Regions from separate parts of the Mus musculus genome. Here region 2 is linked to region 1. Evidence: chromatin contacts called from public Hi-C data. All regions are on one chromosome and are shown on one strand. The core of a region is the stretch at or near the end of the contact, and the rest is flanking DNA. Distances in the headings are between cores, read along the strand shown.

Region 1 (5,764 bases), core at 315-2,814:
ACCAAGAACACTTACCCATAGGGATGAAGGCTCTGGATAGGCACCAGCTTAATTTCGGGTAGGCGTTGTCTTCAGCAATACAGCTTTGCCATCAATTTGTATAAAACATGGGACTCCTTTGGCCAACAATTCAATGAGATGTAACCAATTTCTAGCATTGGAAGCTTCATTTAGTGACAAGAGATGTCTGGCTGGGCCTGTGTCTCCCCCTTTATTTGGCAATTTCATTTAGATTGCCTTTAAATATGTATTTATTTGTGAAGCTTCTACCATATTAAATTTCCATACAATCCCTCAAATGGCCCTTAATTTTAAGTGACTCTCCCCATATTCCTTCCCAGGTCCCTCTTTTCCACTTAATCCTCCAGTTCTAGCCCCTTCTCTGCCTGATCCTCCAGTTCTAGATAAGGGAAAACATATCGTATTTGATACCATATTTGTCTCTCCAGGTCTGGGTTATCTCACTCAGGATAATTTTTTTTCTAAATCTATTCATGATTTCATTTTTCTTAACAACTGAATAGCATTCCACATTGAGTCACATTGCTTCAGCACTTGAAGTATATTTGTATTTGTGTTCTATGCACTTCTTATCTATTGCAACTAGAGCCGCAATGAATGTAGCCAGGCAAGGATCGATGAAGTAGGATATCTGGCCTGTGACTTAGGGTGAGACCAGACTGGCCGAAAACTCACAGAGACCTGTGTGCCTCCGCCTCCTGCCTCTGCCTCTGCCTCTGCCTCTGCCTCTGCCTCTCTGCCTCTGCCTCTGCCTCTGCCTCTGCCTCTGCCTCTGCCTCTGCCTCTGCCTCTGCCTCTGCCTCTGCCTCTGCCTCTGCCTCTGCCTCTGCCTCTGCCTCTGCCTCTGCCTCTGCCTCTGCCTCTGCCTCTGCCTCTGCCTCTGCCTCCTAGGTGCTGGGATTAAAGCATATATCACCATGCCTGGCCCTCTCTTGACTGGTTTATAGTTTGCAGTACTTTTGAGTATGGTTCCACTCTGTGCTTATATATATATAATTTATATTTATATATATGTATATATACCACATTTTATTTATATTTATTTAATATATATCTATAAAGACAACCTAGTGGCATTCAGATAATTCAGATAAAAGCTTTTAATTGCCTTCCTACACAGTGTCATTGAGTGTGCCCACAGCATATTTTTGCTGAATCAATAAATGAATAATGCTTTAGTGGGTGTCTGCCAAAGGTTCTGAGAATAAGATCCCACATTCCTTTCTAGGTTTGGTTTCTTATAGAAGCTAACTTTTTTTCACCCAAGTTGGCTTTGAGTCACTGATATGATTCATAAACTTAAAAACAGGTTGAACCTGAAATCACCCTGCAGGAAATGAGCTAAGGAACATAGATTGAATGGGAGAGGCTTGGGAGAAGAAGGGGGAGGAGGGGAGAGGAGGGCGAAGGAACTCCTTCTAAGTTCCTAGTATGATATGAGGAAATGTCAACAGCAGTTTTGTTCTCATTACCCCAGTTACCTTGTTTGAAATAGTTAAATCAAGTGCAAAGCCTTCAGTACTCAAAAGGCACATTTCTCAGGTGTGGCTCACCTCGAGCTCCACCCCCAGATGAGTCACTATACAGAGGCTAGCAGGGAGTGATCTGTCCTTGAGCCCTCCCGCACTCATACACAAAATCATTAATAACAGATGGGGAAAGATAGATGGACGGATGGATGGATGGATGGGTGGGTGGGTGGATGGGTGGGTGGGTGGGTGGATGGATGGATGGATGGATGTGGGTGGGTGGATGGATGGGTGAGTGGGTGAGTGGGTGGATCATCACTAGAGGGGAGATGAATCTATCTCAGCTGGCCCTGCTGGAATCTTTAAATGGGGAGAGAAGGCAGAGAAGGAGAAGTCATGAGCACCTTGTCAAAGGGTTCAGAGTCAAGTAAGGTGGTAATCGTGCGTTTGAAGACATCCTAGAAGAAAGCATGGTCTCAGGGCCCTGCTTTAGTGTTTTCTCTGCAACCCAAGCTTCTGGTAACATCTGGCACCTTCCTAGGAAGTCTTTTGCCTTTTGCTACCTATTTCACTGTGGGTGATGGCACATCCAGAAGCCCATAAAGGTAGTCAAGCTAGAAACGTGAACAGTTCACTCTGGAAAAAGATAACAGTTCAACATTCGGAGGATAGTTTCAGCCCTTAATGCTAGCTCATGGAGGCTTCTGGGCCCTGCCTTATAGGGTGGGTAAGATGTCCAACCCATAACCTCATGCTTTAGAGGATTAATTCTCCCTCTCCTGTACACACACACTGATTACTCTTACCTCTAAATCTTACTGCAGCTACCCAAGATTCCTCTTCTCAAATGACTCTGAGCCTTCTTCTGGTTCAGTCTTACATTGGTGTCTTCTCTGTGTCTAACTGGAGTATCTACCCCAACCTGTAAGGTACAGGCATCTGTGAGCAGCTGTTAGCAGATGGATAGAGCTTTGCAAGGCTAGGCTGTTCCTATAGATCCCAGGTGCCACAGGGACTCCTTGAGTACAGGAGTAGCAGGCAACTAGATCACCTATCCTCAGATGACCACAAGCCCATGGGCAGCAGCATTAAGTAATTTCAAAATGTGAAATCAGATTTCACCTTTTGGGTGACAAGAAAGTATTCTTATCAATAGACCATAAACAAGATATGGGTATTTGGTGTAGTGTTTGCCCAGTATGCATAAAACCTTGGATTCCATCTCCAGTGCCCCATAAACTAGGCGTCATGACTCATACCTACACTCCCAACCCTCAGGAAGCAAACACAGAAGGATTAGGAGTTCAAGGTTATCCCAAACTACACAGCAAGTTTGAGGGCAGCCTGAGCAACTTGAGGCCCTGTCTCGCCACAGAAGAAGAAAAGAGAGTTGGGGGACTTAGGCACTGTTCTATTGCTGTGAGGATGCACCATGATTGAGGCAACTCTTACAAAAGGAAGAATTTAATTGGGGAATTGCTTACAGTTTCAGAGGTTCCGTCCCTTATCACGTAGTTGAGGAGTATGGTGGCACACGTGACTGGAGAAGTAGCTGGGATCCCCATCCTGAGAGACTGGACCTGGTGTGAGCTTTGGAAACCTCAAATCCACCCAATGACACACCTTGTGGTGGTTTAAATAAGAATGGTTCACACAGACTCATATGTTTGAATGCTTTGCCTGTAAGGAGTGGCAGTATTTGGAGGTATAGCCCTGTTGGAAGCTCAGTCTCCTTCTGCTGCCTTAGAATCAAGGTGAAGAACTCTCAGTCCCTTCTCCAGCATCATATATGCCTACATACTGCTATGTTCCCTGCCACAATAATAATGGAAGCAGTAACCCAGTCCCAATTAAATGTTTTCCTTTATTAGAGTCGCTGTTGTCATGTTGTCTCTTCATAGCGATACAACCCCAAGACAGACCTCCTTATCATTGTAATCCTCTCAAGTAGTGCCACTTCCTGATGACTGAAAATTCAAATATGTGAGCCTCTGGAAGGCTGGAGCATTCTTATTCAAATTACCACAGAGCAGAAGGGGAAGATGGGGAGAAGGAGGAGGAAGAGGAGGAAGAGGAAGAAGAAGGAAGGAACAAAAGAAGGGAGGTAGGAAATTGGGTAGGTAGGTAGGAAGGAGGGAGAGAAAGCCTCGATATTTAACAGTTTGTTAAATTGGTTTATAACTTTGAGACCTATCAGGTTTGTACTCTTGCTTGAGCACTGAAGAAGGCGGAAGTGGGTGGACCCACTGTGTGTTTCCATACAACATTGGCTACTTATGGCATTCCCAGCAATTCAGATTTGGGCAGTCCTGGGGAATTGCCTCTTTGCTGCATACCAGTTTCTCAGTCTGTCAAGGAGATTATTATGCTTTCCCTGGCAAAGAAATATCTAACCTGGTGTCAATAATTCATGGCAATAGCAGAAAGGGGGCTATAGTCTTTCATAGAAAAGAAAATGGAGGTGTCAGGATGGGTTACGGCTTTCCAACGTCTCTAGCCTTCTCATCTGCTTTAAAGTTCTAGCTACTTTTTCTAGGTTTCTTTAACAAAGGAATCTTTAAAATTCAATATTTAAAAAATTAATGAGTTTCCTGTGTTTTGGTTTATTTTAGAGAAAGCACTATCAAAATATTGAAACAACTTTAATTCTATAAATATTCGATTGGAGCTCGAATTTTACACTAGTTATTACTATAGCAACACCCAGGGATGCTAAGGTATCTTTCCTTACTGCTCAACAGACCCTCCAGATAGCAAAGCGACACCAAAGGCTTTTTAAATGCACCATGACACAGTGCAGGAATCCGTTACACAGCCCGACGCCAACACTGTTGAAGGGGTTTTGTTGCCAGGGATCCTCATTATCAAAGGCCTGTCTCTGGAGCCCACAATGAACACACAGAAAGAGCATCGCCACAAACTGCCAGTTACGGTGAGTAAACATGTCTTAAAAGTCTATCTAGAAGGCACAGGAAGGAGAGTGCTGGAGACGTAGCTCAGTGGATAGAGTGCCCACCTTGCACAAAGGAAGCCCTGGGATGGTTCCCCGGCACTGCATGAACTAGGCTTGGCGGAGAAGGCCTATAATCTCAGCACTTAGGAGGGATAGGCACGAGGATCAGAAGTTCAAGGGTATCCTCAGCTACCTAAGGAGTTGGAGGCCAGCCTAGACTACGTGAAACTATTCTGAAACAAAGAAGAGGCATGCGGTCAGGAAAACTTTTTCTCTTTTTAGCTTCACCAAACATATTTACTTGAACTTTCTTTTTTCATTTGGTGATTCTGAGATGGACAATATGTTCTGCTGTTGGTCATTCATGGCATGGTGGTTAAAAATGTCTTGGTGAGAATGAATCCACTCACTCTCCAGATGAGGCACAATGAATCAAAATTTCTCCTTTCACTGTTAAGTACTGTCTTCGTTTGTGTTTTGTTGGGATACCATGACCAAGGCAAATCTTATTAAAGGCAAACATTCGACTGGGCCTGGTTTACAGTTTCAGAGGTTTACTCTATTATCATCATGGCAGGAAGCATGGCAGTATGCAGGCAGACATGGTGTTGGAGGAGCTGAGAGTTCTACATCTTGATCTGTAGGCAGTCAGGAGGAAACTCTGCCTCACTAGGCATAGCTTGAGCTCATATATGAGAGCTCAAAGCCCACCTCCACAGGGACACACTTCCTCCAATAAGGCCACACCTCCTAACAGTGCCACTCCCTATGGGCCAAGCATTCAAACACGTGAGTCTATGCGGTCCATGTCTATTCTAACCACTACAAATACCTACAGCACACTTGTAGCCTTCGAAAACAGCAAACAGGCCATTCCCAATTTGACTGCATCCACAAGTATCAACGTACCTGCACCCCTGATAATCTCACTCCTTGCCCTGGCCCTAGCCCACCATCATTGACCTCACTAGCACAGGGGCGCCTTGTCCTTTGTAGCACTAGCTCCATGGAGAACCTTAGAAAAGAGGTCTAGCTGGACAGTGGATAGATATTATGCTATCATTGGACTTAGGGCAACAATTTATGGTTCTGTCAGAAGGGCTGCACATTTCCATTCATTTCCTCTGACTGCCAGGGTGGAATGAATATCATCATATCCAAGACGCTCATTCATGAGACCACAGTCATAATCACTCTTGTCTTCTTTTCTTGTATTTTTTGGTCACAAGCACTGTAAGAGCATTGCAGATGTGTGTATCTCTAGAACTAAGTCCCCTCATGTTCTGAGAATTCTGTAGAAGTTCTTTCACTGACTCAAACT
Region 2 (5,577 bases), core at 1,528-4,027, 89 kb before region 1:
CCAGTGACAACTGTAGAGATGAATACGCTTACCATTTTCAATCCAACAGATAGAGACATAAATCCAAAAGCTTTAACTTCCAACATATGTCATAAACCAGGGAAGATGAATATTCTGACATTAAATTGTACTGAGACTCACATTAAAATAACTCATGAATTCTAGGTCAACTCAGGGAGTTGTGAAGTAAGGAGTATATCCAGAGAGTGGGCACAAAGAGTTCTATAAAGCATCACACGATATTAGGTTCTCTTTCATCCTAGCTATGGAGGACGATGGTCCAGCTGAAAGGCAGTGGTTGGGCATTTGCCTACTGTGCACAAAGACCTGAGCCTGCTACTCAGCATCACTGGAAAGAAGAAAGGAAAACAGCAAGAATCGAATAGGCTTAGCCAAAAAGTCAAAATCCAAAATGTTCTCAAACAAAAATGTTCTGCAATAAAAGGAAGAAGGAAGGAAGGAGGGAGAGAGGGGGAGAGGGATAGGGGGAGCGAGAGAGGGAGGAAGAGGGGGGAAGAAGAGAAGAGAAGAGAAGAGAAGAGAAGAGAAGAGAAGAGAAGAGAAGAGAAGAGAAGAGAAGAGAAGAGAAGAGACTGAGTGCCATGTCAGTCCTCAAAAATGTTCAGATTGCAAAATATTCCCAACCTTTTACTCTGAGAGTCAACATTGAGCTCTATGTTCATGGTCTAAAAACCTTAAAGCCTTCAAAACTGAAAGCACTTCTTTCCAAAACACACTAGATAAAGAATAGTCCGCTGACTCCATACAAAAGGCTCTCCTTACCTTGGACCCATCCCAAATCCCCCCTAAGCATGAAGACAGTCAACAAAGACAATGCCCAAGAACAAATGCCCTGAGCAACTAGAGCAGGACGAGCGGGAGGAAGCCTCATTGCCCCTGGCTTCCATTCCCCTCCATTCTAGAAAGTTCATGGGCATCAGACAGAAATACAAAGCACATTCTTCAGGCAATAGACTCTTGTAGAACCAGGTCAACTGTAGCCACGCCTGTCTCTTCCCTGGCTTACAGGGTAAACAGATTCAGTGCAGTGGTTGTAATTAAACCACAGCTGTCAAAAACAGGGATAAGAATTGAATCCTAACAAACCAGGGCAGGGCATTCTTGCCCTGGCTAGACCTGAATCGTCTGTGGTGCAGAAAAGACATATTGTGAACACAAATAATAAGAATGCAAACCCCGGCACTCATAAAAATAATCTGTGGTATGAGAAACTGGCAGGGTGGTTATTTTTGTAAAAAGAAGTGTGACAGAGATTGGGACAGGACAGTTGGTAGTGTTCTCATGTTGACCTGGCTGGGTGTGTACGTGTATATATATATATTCTACCTGCACTTCTTTACATAAGCATTCATTTCCTCAATTCAAACAATAAAATAAAATCTCTATCCTACACACTTGTTTTAGAAGGACTGTGTTAACAATGAAATCAAACATCAACTGATACATTAATCACTATGTACCGAGGATAATGCAGCACACTGAAAAGAGCTTAGCATGGGATGTAGCACAAAGCAAGGGCTCCAGAATCAATTAACTACATCACCAGCACCCAAGGCCCGCATTCTGGAAGATACAAACAAGATCTGCTTAAGCTGGTCCCAGAAGAGCAAGCTGACACCTGTGTTTCCTGCCTAGTACTGTAACTTGGGAGGAAAACAGAGGTTATACCCTGAGAACTCTCTCAAAATACCCTGAGCAACAGCTAGGCCAGAAATGGGCTCATTGAAGACAGCAGTCAACACTCCCTCTCCTATTTCTTCTCAACCACAAAATAGACCTCTCAGCACTGGACATGAAAAGAAGAATGACTCAGATAGGATCATAAGCGCAGAGTCTTCAGACTCCTCATCCAAGGGAACTGGGAAGATGGCTCAGTGTGGCAAGCATAAGGACCCGAGTTCCAAACCCCAGCACCCATGGAAAAAGCTGGTCACAGCCGTCCTTGACAGTAACCCTAGCAGTTGCAGGCAGAGACAGACAGATCCTGGAAGCCTGCTGGAAGGAGAGCCTAGACAAAAAACAGTGACCTCCCAGTTTCAGTGAGAGACACTGTCTCGAGGCAATGAGGTGTCTCGCACCAGAGGAAGATATCTGATATTCTGCTCTGGTCCATGCATGCATGCAGCCATGCATGCATGCATGTACACTTGTGCATGTACCACACACACACACACACACTCAGAGTTATCTATAATCAACCAGAAATAATCACAAGCTGTTTTTAATTATAAAGAAAAGAAGGAACACCATCCACACTTTTACAAACTCCACCCCTTGTGGGAATAAGGGGAATGCTAATCCACAGGGAGGCTCCCCCATCTACCCAGATCTCACATTTCCTAACCCCAACCTCTTGTTCTCTCCCTGGAACTCAGAGGAAACAACTTTGGGACACATTTTAGAGCTACATGGAGTTCTTCCTTTGGGAACTGGACCACTCCCTACTTCTGCAAACTGGCAACCATTCAATCAAACAGAAAGAGGAAGAACGGGTTTGGGCATCTCCCATTTCACTCTCATGCAGAATGTTCTGCTACCACAACACGGCTGTGGTGAAAGTCGCTGTCTGGACGGCTCAGCTCCACCTTAGTTAGAATGTCCCATTCCCAGGCTCTGGAATGGAATATGGAAACCTAGGCCCGCTGTGGAACAAGGGCTCACATGACCCTTTAAAAGCCAGAGTGCGCCCTACCAGTGTCATGTAAGTATGAGGAAGTGCTTACAGATTATGGTGGGTAGGTAACTGGCAAAGTGCCACCCCTAACCAAGATGCTGTTTGCAGTTGATGACTGGTGGGAGACTCCGGTGTACCAACCACATCCGTGGGGCGGCAGGCTGTGTGCTCGGGAATACCGGTAATAGCTAACACAAAACACAATCCATGTGGCCTTCTGGCCGTTTGGCTTTGGCTTTGTTTTGTTCTGTTCCTGCTTGGTTTGACTGTTTAAGAGAAAGACTATGAAGGAAGGAGGAGGGAGCGGAGATCTGGGAGGAGCTGGGGAAGGGGAACAATATGACCAAAGCATGCTGCATCAAAATGTTTAGAAATAAAAAAACAGTAAAAGAGAAAGATGTGACAATGGAAAAAGGAAAAGGAAAAATGTGCTATAAAATGCAATATTATCATTAGTCATTTAAAAGCATGTCTAAGAAAAGACAAGCACTCAGGCACTCGGGCACACACACACACACACAGTCACCACAACATGACTCTTCTTAAGGCTCTTATAAGCATTATACATATGGTGTAAAGAAATCATCTTCCTTCTCAAATTAGAAAAATGGACTTCCTGATGTTCCTCCAGAAAGAATGGTGCTATCTTCTCGTGGAGAGGCTCCGAGGAGAGGGAGATTAAAAGTCACTCCCAGGGCTCATTTGAATACAAAGTTGGAAGACTAATGAAGTGTAAAAGTCTATTAAAAAAAAGAAGACTTTCCTTCAAAACAAAATTATATTGAAAAGTTACATAAATGTGTTTTTAACATGTGTGGTGCTCACTAATCAAGTGGCCTCCAAAAACCAGAAAAGCCCACCTTTTCTCTCTCTCTCTCTCTCTCTCTCTCTCTCTCTCTCTCTCTCTCTCTCTCCCTCTCCCTCCCTCCCTCCCTCCCTCCCTCCCTCCCTCCCTCCGTCTCCCCCTCCATCCCTCTGTTCCTCACCACCCCATCTTTTGACAGGGACTCTCTACATAGCCCTGGCTGTCTTGGAATGCATCATGTAGAGCATACTGGCCTCCAACTCACAGAAATCCTCCTGCTTCTGCCTCCCCAGAGCCAGGACTAAAGGCCTATGCCAATACGCATGGCCTGAAAGTATCTTTTCAAAGCACCCCAGCCATCTCTTCCATAAATATTTACTGAGCCTTCAGTCTTGCCTGTGCCAAGAGTCTTTCTAAACACTGAAAATGCATCATAAGCAAAAGATAAAAGTCTTTATATTTTCAAAATACACTAGAGGCTGAAGTGGCGGCTCAGCAACTAAGATTTCTTGCTGCTCTGACTGAAGACCCAGGTGCGATTCCCAGAATCTACATCATGGGGCTTGTTACCTCCTGTAGCCCCGGTCCCAGGGGATCCAGTGCCCTCCTCCGGCATCTGTATACACACGGGACACATAAACTCACACAGGCACACACATAATACAAATAAAACAAATCCTTCAGGGGTTACTTCATTTTTAATTGTGTGTGCACGTGAATGCAGGTGCCCATGGAAGCCAGAAGAGGAAGCCGGGTTCTCTGAAACTCGAGTCACAGGCAGGTGTGAGCACCACACATGGACAATAGGGACTGAACTTGCGTGAACCTTCTCTCCAGCCCTCCCAAGTACATTTCTTTTAAATAAAGGAAACTTGAAAAAGCAATAATGTTCTAGGGTCCACAAAAGGCAAAATCAACACTGAGATTTCAGACAGACCACAGGAAAGACGGACACTGTAAAAATAAACACACACACCACCAGTCTATCTTCTGATCATGGGATCCTGCAGACTTCAAGGAAGAGCTAAACTATTTCTGTGCCTTAAAAGCAAACATCACAGCAAAACGTTGCTCTTTCTTGCTGAAGAGTTTTCCTTATGTTATACATTTACGTATTCAAAGAACGCAAGTAATGAGCTCTGATATGCGCTAACACTCAGAAAATGGCACCCAAACTTGAGACTGCGCTTTGCCTCACATCACCCCTGCACGCTTCTTTTCCCATGTCCCAGCATCACCCCACGCCAAGTAACTTCTGATCCTCTTACCACCACAGATTACCTTGTATTTTCTAAAACACAATATGGGTGGTTTCCTTCATTCAACACATTCATTTTGAGGTGCACACATGACATCCTGTACCTCTGCTGGGCACTCCTTTCTACAGCTGCATTGTAGTCTAGTGCGGTGACCATCTAAGCTGGACCCAGCTAGAGGCTGCCTAATACAGATAAACCCTCTTTCAACTGAATCCCACTTTGTATCTTTTTTTACATAAAGATGTTTATCTTTTTCCCTCATCCTTTTCCCTGAAGATTCCTATCCTCCCGGTTCTCTTCTATCCTGGAGACTCTTAGACACATCACTTAAGGGAACAAGCGGAATACATTTCCCCCAGAAGATTCCAAAATTCTTCCCGTACACTGCTCTATCCCAGGATCTTACCTGTGAATATTGGATACACTTGCAGTGACCATGACCCCATAACACATCAACACCAGCACAAAGAGATGTACAGCATACCTTTAAGATATAAAAAAAAAAGGGGGGGGAGGAAAGATGCTAAAACATAATGATGTACCTACTGGATACCCCACTCCCACCCACCCATTCCAAGGAGTAAGCAATTAGTTAATTCACGAGAGAACATAAGTCAAATTATTGTTCTACGGAATCAAAACACTGTATCTCAAAAAAAAAAAAAAAAAAAAAAAAGACACCAGGAAACCTGGACACAGTTTACAGTTGCAGCCCTAGGAATGTCTGGAATCAGTAAGTGGGAATGTTTACAGCTGGTTTACATCCATATAAAATTGAAAGCCCAAAGAGATTTCTTTTGTGTGGATTTTCTGTTTTT

The links. Hi-C and Micro-C count contacts between places; a contact is called where the count stands out from the background.
Region 2: a contact with region 1 is called in a Hi-C map of epidermal suprabasal cells, with 2.7 times the contacts expected there. The contact joins two enhancer-like sites. A contact is called at or near these places in 7 of 484 Hi-C or Micro-C datasets (the C2C12 cell line, DN3 thymocytes, colorectal tumor organoids and 4 more), 1 of 115 datasets of contacts at active chromatin or transcription factors (pancreatic cancer cells) and 1 of 9 other capture datasets (embryonic stem cells).

What each region holds. Positions count from the first base shown.
Region 1 is chr13:30,105,006-30,110,769 of GRCm38.p6, reverse strand. No RefSeq gene overlaps it. Among named protein-coding and RNA genes, the nearest start is that of Mboat1, 29 kb to the left of the region's middle. Within about 2 kb of position 1,564, at least 42 of the 459 cell types and tissues checked have an H3K27ac peak or open chromatin away from gene starts, as enhancers often do. A contact at or near this core is called in epidermal suprabasal cells and pancreatic cancer cells, where this site is marked.
Region 2 is chr13:30,195,376-30,200,952 of GRCm38.p6, reverse strand. Mboat1 (membrane bound O-acyltransferase domain containing 1) reads right to left here. Exons shown (of 13, transcript NM_153546.4): 3 at 5,166-5,243. Among named protein-coding and RNA genes, the nearest start is that of Gm40869, 32 kb to the right of the region's middle. Within about 2 kb of position 2,777, at least 68 of the 459 cell types and tissues checked have an H3K27ac peak or open chromatin away from gene starts, as enhancers often do. A contact at or near this core is called in epidermal suprabasal cells and pancreatic cancer cells, where this site is marked.